Linked DNA regions of Mus musculus: region 1 is linked to region 2. The links are chromatin contacts, called in public promoter capture Hi-C maps. All regions are on one chromosome and are shown on one strand. Each heading gives the region's core, a stretch centred on a gene start, on an enhancer-like site or on the middle of the called end of the contact. The rest is flanking DNA. Distances are from core to core; before and after follow the strand shown.

Evidence for each region. Capture Hi-C pulls out chosen DNA fragments and counts their contacts.
Region 1: a contact with region 2 is called in a promoter capture Hi-C map of liver, with 7 times the contacts expected there. The contact joins the promoter of Dop1b here to the promoter of Mrps6 in region 2. A contact is called at or near these places in 1 of 115 datasets of contacts at active chromatin or transcription factors (astrocytes) and 2 of 9 other capture datasets (adipose tissue and liver).

Annotation. Positions count from the first base shown.
Region 1 is chr16:93,709,594-93,715,402 of GRCm38.p6, forward strand. It overlaps Dop1b (DOP1 leucine zipper like protein B), which reads left to right and starts at 2,314. Exons shown (of 37, transcript NM_027293.1): 1 at 2,314-2,475. Gm41501 (a long non-coding RNA gene) reads left to right here. Exons shown (of 3, transcript XR_876265.3): 3 at 1-39.
Region 2 is chr16:92,054,983-92,060,551 of GRCm38.p6, forward strand. Mrps6 (mitochondrial ribosomal protein S6) reads left to right here and starts at 3,354. Exons shown (of 3, transcript NM_080456.1): 1 at 3,354-3,498. The coding sequence starts at 3,454. Slc5a3 (solute carrier family 5 (inositol transporters), member 3) reads left to right here and starts at 3,340. Exons shown (of 2, transcript NM_017391.3): 1 at 3,340-3,498.

The DNA of each region.
Region 1 (5,809 bases), core at 1,064-3,563, 1.7 Mb after region 2:
GCTTCCCCACCCTTTCCATTTCAAGACCAGACATAAAAACCATTCCTGAGAAGACTAGAGTACTTGTATCTAGCAGATGGATGGAATAAAAGTTAGGGAACCAGACTTCAGCCATTTACATAACCCTTCCTGTTAGGGTTGTCATCTGGGTTTTGTTTTGTTTTTTACATTTAGTGTGTGTGTGTATGTGTGTGTGTGAGAAGACAGCTTTTAGAAGCTGGTTTTCTTATCCAAGAATCAAACTCTGAGCAGCAAGTGCCTTTACCCGATTAGCCTACTTGCCTTCCTGGATATATCTATTTTGGAATCTGATATAATCTATTTTTCCCAGAAAAAATATTCACTGAGCTTTATAAGCAATTACTAAATAGATTTGGATGGTGTCTTAGTTACTATTGCTGTGATGAAACACCACAACCAAAAGCAGCTTGGGGAGGAAGGGTTTGGCTTACTCTTCCATATCATGGTTCACCTTTGAAGGAGTCAGGGCAGGAACTCAAGCAGGGCAGGAACCTGGAGCCAGAAGCTGATGCAGAGGCCATGGAAGGTGCTGCTTACTGGCTTGCTCAGCTTGCTTTTTTTTTTTTTAAGATTTATTTATTATATGTAAGTACACTGTAGCTGTCTTCAGACACCCCAGAAGAAGGCATCAGATCTCATTACGGATGGTTGTGAGCCACCATGTGGTTGCTGGGATTTGAATTCCGGACCGTTGGAAGAGCAATCAGTGCTCTTAACTGATGAGCCATCTCTCCAGCCCTCAGCTTGCTTTTTTATAGAACACAGAACCAAACACAGAAGTGGATGCTCACAGTCAACTATTGGATGGATCACAGGACCCCCAATGGAGGAGCTAGAGAAAGTATCCAAGGAGCTAAAGAGATCTGCAACCCTGTAGGTGCAACATTATGAACTAACCAGTACCCCATAGTTCTTGACTCTAGCTGCATATGTATCAAAAGATGGCCTAGTCGGCCATCACTGGAAAGAGAGGCCCACTGGACAGGCAAACTTTATATGCCCCAGTAGAGGGGAACGCCAGGGCCAAAAAATGGGAATGGGTGGGTAGGGGAGGGTGTGGGAGGGTGTGGGAGACTTTTGGGATAGCATTGGAAATGTAATTGAGGAAAATATGTAATAAAAAAAATAAGAAAAAAAAAAAAAAAGAACACAGAACCACCAGCCCAGGTATGTCTTTACCCACAATGGGCTGGGCCCTCTCCATCAATCACTAATTGAGAAAATAAGGTTTTGTCTGCTTATAGCCAGATCTTATGAAAGTATTTTCTCCATCGAGGTTCTCTCCTTTCAGCTGACTCTAGATTGTGTCAAATTGGCATAAAACTAGCCAGCACTAGATAGCTCTTTCTAAAATTTTCATGGAATAGGCTATCACTGAAATAACCTTAGTCGGTAGAAGGCGCTGTTTCATCTGGCAGCGCTGCTGCTGGCGTCATCAAGACACGGTCAATGTCAGAGTGAATCCTGCCAGCTCCCAGACCCCATCACTCTTCGAGGATGCATGGACACCTTAACCCGGAACCCCCAAGCCTTCTGTTCCTGTTACCTGGGATTCTTCCTGCCTCCACCCCACGATGAAGATTGTGGGTGTGGTCCTGACGCAAAGCCCAAGGGTGCACGACACTGGGAAGGCCCTGCTCCCAGAGTCCGGAAAGCCCAGGGTTTTTTTTTTTTGTTGTTGTTGTTTTTTTTTTTTTCTCTTTTTTTTTTTTTATTAGGTATTTTCCTCATTTACATTTTCAATGCTATCCCAAAGGTTCCCCATACTCAGCCCCCTTCCCCATACCCACCCCCCAAGCCCAGGGTTTTACCTGCCTGTTTATGTGAGACCTTACCCGACTACATCGCAAGGCCACGCCCACCACTGGCCCCCCAAGTTTAGACCAGCCTCCAGCCCCAAAAACCCCGCCCTCAGAGACCCCACCCACCATCGGTCCACTGGCAGCTCCACGCGTCCAGAGCCCCGCCTTGAGCACCGAGGCCCCACCCACTCTGCCAGACCCCTCCCCCAACCCCTCCGCCTCCAAGTCTCCTCTTTCGCTCTCCGCCCTATGTGACTGACCAGGGCGCGGCCCCACGCCGCAGAGGCCAAACCAACCCCGCCACCAAGGCCCCGCCCACACGCCTAGAGTCCCGCCCACGAGGAGAGAGGCGCCGCCATACCGTTAAGGCTCCGCCCCCGTTCACGCGCAACGTCATGACCCCGCCTACAATGGCCCCTCCCAGTCACCGCTAAGGACCCCGCCCCACGCCGAGGGCCTGCCTCCAGGTCCCGCCCCCCGAGGTCCCGCCTTCCGGCCCCGCCCCCAGCCGCCCAGTTCCCGGGAGTGGCGGCAGCTGGGCGGAGGCGCAGCGATACCTCCGCCTTCGAGGTCTCTGCCGAAGCGCAGAGCCGCCTTGTCCCGCAGCCGACGGGCTCCGTCCCACGCCCACCGCCGAGGTCCGCGGCCGCCGGTAAGTGTGGTCCCCGCGGGCCCGGAGCGGCAGAGGCGTAGAGCTCGGGCGGTGGCGCGTCTGCTGCAGTGCGGGTACGGCCGCGCGTGGGTGTGGGCTTCAGACCCGGCCTTCTGCGCCTGGCAGGGTCCGTGCGAGCGGGCCTCGGGCCGCAGGTGGAGGTCGAATGGCCACCGCTGTCAGCCTAGCCGGCCCAGGGCCGTTCTGGAAGCTCAGCCTTTGTTGGGCAGGGCTTCCAGGTTCCCTAATGGTGTCCCAGCAGCCGGCGTGCACCAGCCAGCCTGCCCCTGCGCCGGCGGATAAGCCGCGGAGGAGGTGCTCACCCGGTGACAGCAGTCCCCATCTCGGGAAGCCTGTGTAGGGTTGTTGAGGACACCCCACCTTTAAAAGCTATTCCTGTGAAGTGTCAGGTGTCTTGCTTTTTTTCCCCCCTCTAGTGCTATTTGATCTCAGTGTAAAAGACCGAATTCAAAACTGGGCCAGTTGGTAAAGAGGGTTGATGCGCTGTAGAAGCAGGGACATTATCAGCAAGTAAATAGGAAGGCTGCTGATTGTCGGCTTTTACTGTGTTCATCATACTCCTTCCTTGTAAGCATGTTTACAACCGACTTCCGGATCCAGCAGATGGCTTTTGCGTCTTCACCTGAGCTTAGAAATTAGGAATGGGTAAGGCGAGAGCACTCCTACGAATGCTTTCTGTTTCAAGGTAAAGGTATCGGGTGCACGTGTGCATAGGGCTTTGCGTATTATCTTTTGTAGCCTCCATAGCGCTATCAGCCCACTGAACTGCGGTTGTATCTCACAAAAATAGGTGTTGGAGATGGCTTGTGAGAGGGGCTGTTTAGAGGTTGACCTAGCCATTGTATAACAGAACTGAGCCCGAATCCTATGCCTACCACTAATCCCTAATATCCCCATCTTTCGGCAGTAATGTCCCTTGTGGGACTCCAGTGTGTTTCGTAAGTGAAATCAGTGTAGAGCTGACACAGAAACTGTGTAGTGTTGTAATTCCCCATGCCCGTATTTTGAAGGGGTTCGCTTGAATAACCTCTGAGCTTCTTACCTGTGCAGTTGTGCCAGCATTGGGCCCTCACAGAGAAAGAACTGCACCTGCTGCCTGTTCATACCTGGCTGACAGCCTCCTTGCCAAGGGCAGCCAGGCGCTCTCTGTCATCCTGGACACTCACCGTCTCAGTGATGCAGCTCTTCCTGGCATCATGAGAGTCCACACCTGTGGGCTCCGAGGACTCCTTTGCTGATAGCTTGCCTTCCTCTTTCCTCTCTTGTCCAAACCAGACTCGGATAGCTCTGTGTGTGTGTGTGTGTGTGTGTGTGTGTGTGTGTGTGTGTGAGAGAGAGAGAGAGAGAGAGAGAGAGAGAGAGAGAAGAGAGTGTGTGAGTGTGTATGTGTGTGTGAGAGTGTGTATGTGTGTGTAAGAGAGTGTATGTGAGTATGTGTATGAGAGAGAGTGTGTGAGTGTGTGTGTGTGTGTGAGAGAGAGAGAGTGTATGTGAGTATGTGTATGAGAGTGTGTGAGTGTGTGTGTGAGAGAGAGAGGAGAGAGAGTGTGTGAGTGTGTATGTGTGTGTGAGAGTGTGTATGTGTGTGTAAGAGAAAGAGTGTATGTGAGTATGTGTATGAGAGTGTGTGAGTGTGTGTGTGTGTGAGAGAGAGAGTGTGTATGTGAGTATGTGTATGAGAGTGTGTGAGTGTGTGAGAGAGAGAGAGAGAGAGAGGAGAGAGTGTGTGAGTGTGTATGTGTGTGTGAGAGTGTGTATGTGTGTGTAAGAGAAAGAGTGTATGTGAGTATGTGTATGAGAGTGTGTGAGAATGTGTGTGTGTGTGTGTGTGAGAGAGAGAGAGAGAGAGAGAGTGAGTTGCAGCCAATCTTTGGGCTTCCTTTCTCAGGAAAGACATCCTTTTTATTTTGAGGCAAAGTCTCTCCTTGAGCCGGGAGCCCAGGTTAGGCCAGGCTGGTGGACAGAGCCCTGTGCTAGGATTACAAATGTGTACCCAGCACATCTGGCCTTTCTATCTGGGTTGTGGGGATGGTTCAGGTGCTCAGCACTTACCTGACTGAGCCACCTCCCCAGCCCAGACTCAGTCAGTATTCTAGCCTACCCTCTGTCACCTCATGTCAGCCTTATTCAGCTGCAGTTATTTAAGTAGTTCCTCAAGTTAGACTAGAGACCCAGTCCTGCTTGAGAATCTTTGTTCTGGGACACTTAATAAACAAACTATGCTTGGGATATTTCAGGACTGCTGTTGTATTGGAGTTCAGACTGAAAATTCCTTAGAGGAACAGGGGGTGGGGGTGGGTGCAGGGAGCTTATAGACTTTGTGGCTATAGCAACTTTGTAGACTTGGCAGAATAAAAGCACTGCTGCTCTGATCGCCACCCTTTCCTCCTGTTTTCACAAAGCAAGAAACCTAGTATTTCAGAAAAAAGCTTACAGGTCCTCCCGAGAGTGAATCTTGTGGGTTCATTTGCATAGGCAGCAGCAGCAGCAGTGTGGAGGGATGCGTCTCTCTGGGAACACACCCAGTACAGTGAAGGGAGCAGAGGGTGGAGCCTTGTAGAATGAGGGAGGCATTGGTAATGAGGAGAGCTTTACATGGGCAACAAGAGGATTCTGGGAGTGCCACGCGAGAAACTGGGAGAGGGAGAAGAATGAGAGTGAGAGACTGGACACTTGCAGGACAGAGGGACAGGCAGAGGCAGAGGACAGGGGCAGGCAGAGGACAGAGGGACAGACAGAGGGAGCAGGACAGAGGGACAGGCAGAGGACAGAGGGACAGGCAGAGGCAGAGGACAGAGGGACAGACAGAGGGAGCAGGACAGAGGGGCAGGCAGAAGACAGGGGCAGGCAGAGGACAGAGGGACAGACAAAGGAAGAGGACAGAGGGGCAGGCAGAGGCAGCAGGACAGAGGGGACAGGCAGAGGCAGCAGGACCTAGTGTGAGTGTGGTAGGTGAAGGGAAGGAGAAGTCTAGAGCCGTAGAGGAGCCACTTTGTACAGTGTGGGAAAATGAGGGAAGAGAGTGCTGAGTGGGTAGAATTCAGAGTTTAGTTTTTGTTTTTTGTTTTTTGTTTTTTTTAAAAAGCATTAATTTGGGTATAATTTTCAGACCATCAAATTCACCAGGTATATAATTCAGCAATTTTCAGTGGAGTTACAGAGTTGAGCAGTGATCGCCATAATCACATTTCCATGACCTCAAAATGACCCTGTCTGTCTGTTTCTGGTCCACCCAGGCAACCACTAACCTGCTTCCCATCTTGAGAGACTTGCCCACCTTGGATATTTCATCCAAATGGAGTCAGAGAATACA
Region 2 (5,569 bases), core at 2,104-4,603:
ATTGGGAGGCTCACCTGTGATCCTAATCTGGAGGCTGAGAGATACAAGTTTCTGACCTGGATCTTGGTATGGAGATCTTGAGGCACAGTGGCTATGAGTTCCAGAAGATTAAGACAGGGAGATCTCTGAGTTCAAGGTCATCTGGGATTAAAGGTTTGGTGGCACACACCTTTAATCTGGGCCACACCTTCTGCTGGAGACCTACATAAGGACGTTGGAAGAAGGAAGATTTACTCTCCCTCTCCTTCACCTGCTTGCCCTGTGGGACTGAGCAACTGCTAGATCCTTGGACTTCCATTCACAGTTGCTGCTGACCATTTTTGGGAGTTGGACTGCAGACTGTAAGTCATCAACAAATTCCTTTACTATATAGAGACTACCCATAAGTTCTGTGACTCTAGAGAACCCTGACTAATATACCAGCCAAATTCTAATGCACTTGAATTACAGGAACTCAGGATATGGCCCCCTCATGCCTTTAATCCTAGTTACCATTGTCCTTTAATCATAGGACATTGGCTGCCTCTGTTGGAGAACAGCCACATTCAGGGACAGGGAGGGGAAAGGGACTGGGAAGAGACCATCAAGATGGCAGCCGGGGGTGGGGGGGTTGGGCTGGTGAGATGGCTTAGCGGTTAAGAGTGCCCACTGCTCTTCCAAAGGTCCTGAGTTCAAATCCCAGAAACCACATGGTGGCTCACAACGATCCGTAACGAAATCTGATGCCCTCTTTTGGAGTGTCTGAAGACAGCTACAGTGTACTTACATATAATAAATAAATAAATAAATAAATAAATAAATAAATATTAAAAAAAAAAAAGATGGCAGCCAGGATCCTGGGAAACTGCTCCTGGACAGGTGAGGAGACCCTGTAGTGACGGCCTGGGCAGACACAGACAAAGGGGTAGAGCAGGTCTGGGTACTGTTGGAGACATGTGGTAGTGACGGCCTGGGCAGAAATGAATATTAATACATGAAAAGCACTTCCTGGCTCACAATGAATGGCAGAATGTTAGGTCTGGTGATGATGGTGATGATGGTGATGGTGATGATGACGATAGTCAGCTATCTTGAGAATTATGGTGAAAAGCTCAAGGTCAAATCTCTCCTTATACAGTAGTAGAAGATGAGATGGCAAGGGGATGAACTGACCAGAGCACCTTGGATTTCAACTTTTGCCTTTACTCTCTCTTCCTATGACTCCTCAGAAAGCTTTACTTGAAAATTAGCCAAAACCTCTGGCCAATAAAATCTTACGTATCTACCGTATTAGATCTTTTTTCCCAAGATCCTAAAAGATATTTTTTAAAGATCAATAAATTAAATACTATAGAAATGGCTTATGATTCTACATGCTTACCCAACAGTATAAATAGTTTAAAATTATTTTTGATAAATTTCAATTTGCATCAGCATTAATTTTAACAATAAAATTAACAAAGCCATAGCCACTTATTTAAAACTCTGAAAGGGGCGGGGGACTTAGGATAGCTGATTTCTTTTCCACGTTAAGAAATGGGATGAGTCTGTGGGTGGCCAACAGCTTGGGAGGGTTGTGGGGTGCTGTCTGCCCTGAGGCATTGTTCAGTCAGGCTAATTTCCTCACCCCATTTGTCTAGAGAACTAGGACTTCACTGGTCCCTGGGTATCAGGGAAAAGCTGTGGTGCTTCCAACGGGAGGCAGTCCAGGCTGGTCACCTCAGGGTGTTGCTTGGTGTTTGGCTTGGCTCAACCACGTGAGACTCTTATCTTCACATTCCTAAACTGGGCCACAGGAAGGACAGTTTAAGTGGGATGTCACACAGATCTGGAATTCTCGTCTCAATGTCCAGAAATTCTTTCTTCCTTCTGTGTCTTTTTTTTTTTTTTTTTTTTTTTTTTTTTTTTTTTTTTTTTGGTAGCATGCTGCTTAAAAACAAAAAACAACCAACCAACCAAAACAAACAAACTAAAAAGACCCCCAACAACAACCAAAACAAAACAATCCAACCAACCAGGTGTGTGGCTGATGCTAAGTAGGTGGTTTTGTAGTTTGTGTTGAAGGGCACAGGACAAACCTTGAAATGTTAATGAAAATGTTAAAAAAACCAGGTATCCTAGGTTGTATTCAAAACCATAATCTTCTGTGGAGATTGGTCTGTGGAGGAGGTGACAAAGATAGTCTCCATGTGTGCTTTACAAAGACGTCCAACGCCACTGAGTAAGACCAACATCTTGGCCTGTAAGATGGGGGACGGGGTGAGGTTCATAAGTGTAGGCAGTGAAACTATTCTTCAGACATTCTGGACACAAAATTTTCTTTCCACGCGTTTGTGTTTGACCTTGGACTAATTAAATTATCCTTGCATTTTTCTGTTTGCTAATACCTAAAATAGGGCGAGTAGTACGATTTGCTTCACAGAGCTAAAGTGAGAACAAACAGCCTCAGTGTCGTGCCTGCTACAGACAGTAAGCCCTCAGTAAATTATTAGTAAATTATTATTAGAGCACTTTAAAGTTACAAGAACATTTCACTTAAAGACCCTTTTAGTTGGAGTAAGGTGGGAGCAGAAGACAACCATTGCAGCGGAATTAGTGCCTTCCAGAGCTAAGAAACAGGAGCAGGGGCAGAAGGAGGGGAGTCCCGAGTTAGCTCTATATGTGCGTGTATGGGTGTGTGTGTGTGCGCGCGCGCTGTGGAGTGCTGGACCTGGGACCCTCTACGAAGCCCCTCCTTACTCCTGTGTTTCAGGGAATCCATAGTTTCCTTTACCAGAAAAGCAAGGATAATATTTAAAGAATAACTGGCGAGAGTCGAAGCATTAACCTGCTTCTGGGTCAGGCTAGGCACACACAGCAAATGCCTACATAGCCCTTCGGTTCCAGGCTTGTTTCTTTGCGGCTTGGTGCAGCAGTCACTCCTTAGCACCCCGCCTTCCTCCCTGGAGACGCGGGCGAGGGGCACACAGCAGCCAGACCGCATCGCACCGCACCGCACCGCGGCGCACGCGCACTCGCTCGCCTAGCACCCGGGAAGGGAGGGTGGGCGGGGAGGCCTGGAAAGTTCCACCGGGTTCCAGAGCCCAAGGTTGGTAGGCGCGGAGGCGGCGGGGAGCGGGTGCGTGCCGAGCGAGGAGACGGCCTCCGACGGGCTGCTCGAGACCGTGTCCACGCTCCGCAGGCTCGGGGGACACAGACACGGCCCGGGAGGGCAAGCAGGAAGCCGTTGAGGTGCAAGTGCAAGGCGCCCTCCGGGAGAGGGGCGGGGCGGTGCCGGGTGGGCGGGGCTCTCGGTGGGCGGGGCGAGCCGTCTGCGCAGCTGCCGGAGCCTTTAAACCCGGCCTCGCGGGGTCGCACGGTGCTTTCGCCGTCCGGGAGCTGACCGGCCGTGTTCCTCTCTCGTCTTCCTCTGCGCCCCGCGTCCCCGCCCTCGCGACCCCGGCTCTCCTGGACTCGGCGCCGCCAACCTGGGCGATGCCCCGCTACGAGTTGGCTTTGATTCTGAAAGCCATGCGGCGGGTAAGTGACCTTCCCTCAGACCGAGTTCCCGCGCGGGCGCGCCCCGCCGCCTCTAGGCCTCCCAGTCCCGCGTGTCCTGCCTGCTGGACACCGGGTCCTCTCGCGCGGTGCGCGGGTGGTCGCGGGCGCAAAGTGGGGGGGTGGCGCGTGGGTCAGGCGCTCGGCGCGGCCGCGTGCGCGCGGGAGGCGGGGGGTGTGTATGCCCGCGCGTGTGCGCGGTCGCGGGAGGGGGTGTGCCGAGCAGGGGGCGGGGCGGGCCTCGGACCCCGGCTCTCCGGAGTCCGATGGAAGGACTGCGGGAGGACACACGCGCGAGAACCCAGGCCAGCCCCGCTCTGCGCCCACGCGTCGAGAAGCTGCTCGTCGTCCCCGCCGGCCGCTGGTCCCGATCGCCTGCCCTCAGCGTCCGCGATCAGTTACAGCCTTCCTCCAAAGCCCGCCAGTGCCGGCTGTGTACCCACGCACTTGTCACCGCTATCACACCAAAAAGAAAAAAAAAATCTTTTGACCTTTCTTTTTCTGACTCCAGCGGAAATCCTGCTCCGGGTGCCCTTAGCCCAGTTTTATTCATCCAAGTTGTGGCCTTGCTTGTGTTTCCGAAGACATGCCTTCCCCCAGCTTTTGATTGATCTGGAGGTAGGGACTTTCAGGTTTGGAGGGATGATAAACCACCAGCAGCCGGGTCACGGACTGGGGTCGGCGGCCGGCGGAGGCAGCTATGTTCTGAGTCAGTCAGTCGTCGCTGAAATCCCCATTCTTCTGAGAGAATTCGGTAATGTAGTGTGCTTTCACGCACTCTCCTTCCCTAGCAGGTACAGTTTAAAAGAAAACAAAAGCAACCGTTGTCCTTTTTTTGAGCGTTTGGAAGCAGCTTTCTTCTAGCCCTGGGCATGTAGGCTTTGGGTCAATTTCAAGTAGTGGCTTCAGTTTGAATCAACTTAAGCCAGGGGTCACGGGCTAGGCTCTGGTGAACAGCTAACAGTCAGGCAGCAGGAGGAGATTGTTCGGTGTGCCTTGTACAGGGTTGGCTTGGAAAGGACACCAGAGCCACCTGATGGTCCTGAAGTTTGTGCCCCCAAGCTTACTGACTCCCTGGCTCCGGGAGAACATTGTCTCACCTCTGGGTAATACTTTATCTACCTTCCTTCCTCATTGGGTTTTACAGAGTTAAAAGAATAGGAACAACAGAGGGGTCAGGGTCGAGAAAGTATTAAAAAGGGACTGTTTCTGATTAAATGGAAATTACTTAAGCCTCCCTTTATACTTTTTAGGTAATGTTAGAAACTGAAAAAATGTGACCACCAAGATTCATTCCCTCAAGGTGTGAGGTAGCAGTGACCCTTTGCACTCCTTTGAATGAGAGACTCTTGCTTAGCATGGCTGCCCAGTACACTGGCTAAATGTATTTTACCATGATGTGAATATGTGTTCACTCTGATTCAAAAGTCGGGTGTAACCTGCTCAAAATCTTGGCCTGAGGGTAGGTTCAAAGCACCTTAGAGAAGAGTGAAGACGGAAGAGAGGTGCTTAAACATAGTGTGGAAGATGTGTGAAGATCCTTACAGACCCAAAGAAACTAGATAAAATGACAACCCTCGGTTTTTCGTTCTGACTTTGAGAAGGTTGTAAACAAGTAAAGATGTGCAGAGACTAGACTTTTTTTTTTTTTTTTGCTTTCAGCTTTAGAAAACTGAATTCTTACAGGGTATGTACTTGTGGGTGTAAAGGAAAATGCACTTTGTTTTAAAAGAAAATGGCACAGTGGTTTGAACACCTAGAGCAGGTGTTTAGGAAGCCACAGCTCCCACCTAGGACAGTTAGCTTTTGTAGCGGGAAGGCTTTCTAAACAGAGTTCTGAGATGCATGTTGGATGCCTGATAGTGCACCCTTCCATGTGACGGCATTCTCCCTCCTTCCTCTCCTCCAAGAGCCTTGTGTTCCAGGGCTGGGAGTAAGCAGGCGCTGAAGCAGAAAAGGGAGTTGAGAGACTGACTGCAGTCTCCTAGAGACCCTGTCTCCCACCCAGCATTGTACTCTTGTTTCTCCTATGCCTACAAAGCAGTCTTAGTTT